Regions from separate parts of the Triticum aestivum genome. Here region 1 is linked to region 2. The links are chromatin contacts, called in public Hi-C maps. All regions are on one chromosome and are shown on one strand. The core of a region is the stretch at or near the end of the contact, and the rest is flanking DNA. Distances in the headings are between cores, read along the strand shown. Region 1 has its middle 140 kb from the start of LOC123095834. Region 2 has its middle 3.9 kb from the start of LOC123095833.

Region 1 (2,700 bases), core at 122-2,621, 260 kb after region 2:
AGACAAGATTAGTCGCTGGATTGAACTGAATCTGTAACCATGGTTGTTTTTCCTAGAGACGGCATTGGCTGATGTTTGTCTTTCCTTTTGCTACTTGTTTGTAATTATTTATGTTATTAATGAAATACCGTAGAACTATTGTTCTACGGTCTAAGCTAAAAAAAAGAATGCCCAGAACCAACAATAACGCACACATTAAAACACACACCAACAACTAACAAAGTCATACAAGATCAAAGCATTTTTTTAGAACACAGTACAATCGAAGTCGCTTACATACACGAGTATACACTCACTCCTATGAAAGCACACATGCACACCCTGTGAGCACATTCGTTTGACTGGGTCGACATAGCATCTTGAGATTGATGAAGTCACCACATGCGCCTCGTAGTCGACGGGGTCGTCCGTCCCCTGCCGAACGAACATGATCGAAAAGCCTGAAATAAATCCAGAAAAATATGAGCACCATTGTCAAGTTTAGGACTTAAACTCTACTGGGCTTAGAATAACACTGTACTCCTAATCATCCAACCATGCGTTGGTTCGCAAAACTAATGCCACAAAAACCGTTGCTCGTAAGTCAAATAACATGGTACACATACACCACGGCCCATTACGTGCCCTGGGCGCCCTCATCGTACACATTCACTTCACCTTGGACCGCACGGCCAGTCCGGGTTTGCATGGCACGCTCGTACCGTGTGTGATTTACTCCCCCGTTCACTGGAAACCGCCGGGGGCTAGGCCTGAGACGAATCCATCAATGAAGAGAAAGATGAGCAGCTCGTTCGTTCCGTCCGGCCGGCGTAAGTTAGTAACGGCCGTGGTCGCAGTTCGGTGGTCACGCTCTCTATTCATCTCAACTGTGGTCACGACGCGGTTCCGTTGCGGTCCCAGCATGGGCGCCCACCGTGAGCGAGTGAGGCGCCGGTGCATCTTGACCGGTGGTTGTTCAGGCCTAATCTCAGCCGGTCGGGATGCGTGTGCGGCGCCGCCAACGCCGCACTTGTTCGGCCAGCGGCAGCTCTTATCCCTGAGACTAGTCACAATGGGTTTTAATATAAAATAGTAACATACACATTTCCTTAGACTATGTTACTACCTTAATAGTGGGTAGTAACATAAGTGTGGTAACATGCAAAGCTTCATTTATTACGTTATAGACTCATATTGCATTGAGACATGTGATGTTACAGTAACTAGCTAAGTTACTAATACTACATCTCTCCTCATTAACTCATAGCCACATAAGTAAAATTGCTGAGTTGGACTCGATGTTACTACCGAAAAGTTAGTAGCTAGTCTGACCCGCTCCGCTCGTGCAAGTGGGGATGACGTGGTCCCGTTCGACTCATCAGCCTACACATGCTCTGCTGCAGCGCCCGTTGGGCGGCAACCGTTAGTGGAGGACAAGTCAAAGGCCAGCCCAAGATGCTCCTTTTCCGCTTCTGAAAAATGATGAGGAGACGCACTCGGCGCACGGCCGGCCGGTGCACGCGTGCAACGTCGCCGTCGCACGAGCTGGGCGCCGGCGGCGTTGCGGCCGGTCCAGGACCCCCGGCCAGCTGCTCTCTGTGCGCCATTTCTTTATTGTTACCGACGTGAATATTGTCGCACACTTGCCTCTACCAAAGGGCATGCAACTAGTGCTCCCGTACGTTTTTTATCCCAAAGCCTCGGCCTAGTAGTGTGGTGCAACAAAAAATCAGTGACGGGAACACGTGAACAGCCCAAAGCAGGTGAGTGCGGCCGGGCCGATTCTGCGTCAGCACGTACCTGCCTGCCTGCCTAACAGCTCAGCCCAGCGCGGGCAGGAGCGAGCGACCTCATCGCCGGAGGCACCGTATCGCGGTCCATGACGAGGCCTGGAAGGTGCACTTGATTCAAGCTCCACGGCTTGATTCATGATCTTTTCAGGCGTAACTAACTAACGAACAAACGGATGTCATGAGGAATTAATGGCGTTATCGAGGCGGCGACCAAGTTTCAACGTTGACGACGGAAGGTGTTGAATTTGGACACGGGAGCGTGGGCGAGTCGAGCCAGCTGCTGCCGGCGAGCAGTCTTCAGGTCAGTGGTCACCGGTTTGTTCGGCAATTCGATCTGCCGTTTCACTCAGATGCTGAATTTTCATCACGAAACATGCAACCAAGAACTCGTCTCTTTTACTGCTGTCAGTAGATCGTCGACTTGACCCCACCTGTAATGCAGCGCCCGATCGAGGGCCACGTCTGGAGATCCTAGCTGCAAAACACCCGCCACTTGCATCGCATGTGGTCCGTCCGGTTCACCGCAGGCAGGTGTGCAAACAGAGTACTCTACGTAGTAGTTTGACAGAGAACCCAAGGAATCCATTGCACACTGCTTACTATAGTTGCCACCACTGCTCGCTCTGCAGCAATCCGAGCCCAGCCCGGCACAGTACCTATTCAAAGGGATTGAGATTCCCTGATCGATCGGTCGGCCTGGCCACCTATCTATCTCTCGGGATGCTTAAACTAAGCAAGGGCGATTAGCTAGCTGGTGCTTGGGAACAAAACTTGTTTAAGCGAGCCAACCCTTTGGAAAGCGGATCGCTTGTCCGCCGCGGCCGTGCTGCACTGCATTGCGTTGCATGGGGTCTCGGCGCTCTGCTCCGCTCCGCTGGGGACTACTTAATGTGCCCAGCGGCGGTGGTCAGTGGTCACACTCGCGGAT
Region 2 (2,758 bases), core at 63-2,562:
TTTGTTCTGTTCTGTTATGTTCATGGTGCTCACTGCTCTGATGAACATGATGGTGCCTCCAATGGTGGCTTTGCAATTGTTGAACGTTTGGCTTGGGGACTTGGTGGTGGTGCATGGGATGAGATTCACATCACGGATTAGATTAGCCATCCGTTGCCGTCTTTGAGAGCTTGCCGAACGAAGTTTCCCGATCTAGGAGTTGCTGCAAATGATGCGGCTTGTTGGAAAGATCTCGTGTAGTTTCCCCTGGGGTGCCCGGCTGGGTGTGTGGTCACCCCGCCGCTGGCTGTTTCCGATCTAAAAATGAACCTGCACGTTAGTTGGAGAGAGGGGCGCATCACCACCCACCAATCGGTCAAGGGTTCGGCCCTGCTGCCGTAGCAATCAGTTGATCAAACCGAATACTGTTTCTGCACAACGGCCGGCCGTCTGAATGCCGCACAGCCATAGCAATCAGTTGGATGATCAAAGCCAAAGCTTTTGCCGCACCAACCACTGCTGATCGGTGCTCCGAAGCCGTAACGGAAAGAGTAAACTGGACACTGCCTGGTGGGCTGGAGTGCAACACTACTGTGTATGCCACTGTCAGTCAGTGCACCTCGACCTTGGAAGTAATAGTACTACTATTAGAAGTAATTAATCTGGAGAAGAATCGGCTTGTTAATTTGGGGTATTTAGCAGCACCGTGTAATCGTAATCTGGGGCGTCGAGGGTCGGGGAACAGTAACTTTTACTGGATGGGATTGGCGCAGAGGCGGGAGGAGCAGTGGAAACCTGATAGGCCACTGCTGGCTGGAGTGGCGCAGCACAGTGGGGCGCATTGCCACTTCTGTTGATGATTTCTCTCTCTGCACAGTGACCAGCGTGGCCTATCGAAACTCACCGCGCCGCGCGGTAAAATGTTCGTCCGTTGGGTGGGTGTGGGGCTGAGCTCCAGCACAGAGAACATTTAACCCGCGTGCATCACCAGCCAGCCAGCCGGCCCCCGTCGTCCCTTGTGTACCCACGTCCTCTGACAGCAGTAAAAAAAAAAGGCGGTGTATGTATGGGCCGTGGAGATCTGCCGTGCGTGGCCGCAAATCCCCACCGGTGACGTCGGGCCTGCGAGCTTTTTATTTAACCGGGCCCGAGGCGAGGCCCGGCGGCCAATGGGAGGCCGCGGTAGAAGTTTGGGCGGGGGAAAGGAAAGGAGGTGGGCGGCAGCAACAGCTGTCCAATCGGGATCAGGTGGGCGTGTCAGGGAGATGGTGGCGGCGGGCCCCGGACGTCGGCCTCTGCCCCTCCCTGTCGATCCCAGTCACACACACAGCTAGCTAGCCATGGCTGGCTGGCTACTAGCAGCTCTGGGCCTCTGACTCCTCTCCTGCTCGGCCCGGGGACAGCCCGGTCCCACCGCGGATAAAGAAAACGGAAAAGGAGAGGGGAAATAGTTCTAGCGTGGGTGGGGGCCCGGCCCGCGCTGCCGATCCGGCGCCGTGGGGCGTGAGTGTGACCCCGACGGACGCGGTGATGGCGCCCCCGTGCCGTGCCCGCGCACGCCTCGCCGTTCCCGGTCGCTGGGTCAGCTCCGTCGCGCGCCGCGGCGGCGACGTGTAGCCCGCCCCGCACTCGGCGGCGGCGCCCTGCTCGCCCCACATGCCCACGGACCACGCCGGTGACCTGACCCATCCAACAAATTCGTTGCTATCCGCCCGTCGCGGCCATGCCGAGGGATGGGTGGTTTTCTTATCCCGCGGCGCGCCACGAGGTCGGTCCTATCCGCCGGCCGGCGCTGGGCGCGGCGGGGGGACGGGGGCGCACCGGCGCATGGAATTTGTTGCGCTGGGCGCGGCGGGGGGACGTGTGAGCGTGTCCGTGCATGGGTGCGCGTGGGATTCCGTGAGGTTCCGCTGGCGATGGGCCACGCTGCTGCGAGGGTGAGATGGCGGTTGGTTGGGTGGGAGGATCGATTCGGTGGATGTGACCCGGTGTGGTGGTGCGCGCACATGCGACGGGGTGGTGCGGGTCAGGGGCCTGGCTGGCTTGTGCTCGAACCACTGCAGGGGAAATGCGCCGGAGCCCGCGTCAACTCGGCCGTCACACCGATCACAGGATAAGGTTGACGGACGGACGAGATGTTTTTTCTTGTTCGATAAAGAAAGGGCGGCGTTAAAGCGATTGGACGCAGTGGCGTCAGGTCTATATAAAGAAGATTTTTTTTTACATACCTAAAAAAAAAGATTTTTTTTTTACATTCGGAAAATGTGGGCTAGTATACAGTAGATATCTTCTCTTTGATTTGAAGGCACATAAATATGGATTGACCCATTTATTGGAACAGGAATACTGATTAACTTATTTATTGGAGCTGGACATTCTTACCAAGTGCGATTAATGCTGCTAACAACCTCCATTTTAATTTATTAGCCCCCCTTTAAAAAAAGGAAAAAATTAAGGTCATAGTTTGAACATAGTTTCAACTAATAAAGTAAAAGCTAAACACAGGAGAAAAAATATTATCGGAAACTATTTTCATATATGAATTCAACAACATGATTTTTGCAAACACAGAACAACCTTTTGTTAGTAAAATCAATGGTCAAAAATTTGTCACAAAATAAGAAAGACCAATAAACCAGGACGGTGATAGTATATGGGAGAGTTTTCAGTCAGAGAATAAATACTTTGTGAGTAGGGTATACTGTATGCGTGCTTAATGGAAAAAATTGCCGTAAAGCTGCTCGTAATGGGAGAATCATAATTACTATCATGCATCTAA

Evidence for each region. A called contact is a pair of places that touch in the nucleus more often than the background predicts.
Region 1: a Hi-C map of leaf shows a contact between it and region 2, with 3 times the contacts expected there. The contact joins two enhancer-like sites. A contact is called at or near these places in 3 of 5 Hi-C or Micro-C datasets (all in leaf).

Annotation. Positions count from the first base shown.
Region 1 is chr4D:19,455,045-19,457,744 of IWGSC CS RefSeq v2.1, forward strand. No RefSeq gene overlaps it. Among protein-coding and RNA genes, the nearest start is that of LOC123095834, 140 kb to the right of the region's middle. Within about 2 kb of position 1,372, at least 5 of the 8 cell types and tissues checked have an H3K27ac peak or open chromatin away from gene starts, as enhancers often do. A contact at or near this core is called in leaf, where this site is marked.
Region 2 is chr4D:19,192,004-19,194,761 of IWGSC CS RefSeq v2.1, forward strand. No RefSeq gene overlaps it. Among protein-coding and RNA genes, the nearest start is that of LOC123095833, 3.9 kb to the left of the region's middle. Within about 2 kb of position 1,313, at least 8 of the 8 cell types and tissues checked have an H3K27ac peak or open chromatin away from gene starts, as enhancers often do. A contact at or near this core is called in leaf, where this site is marked.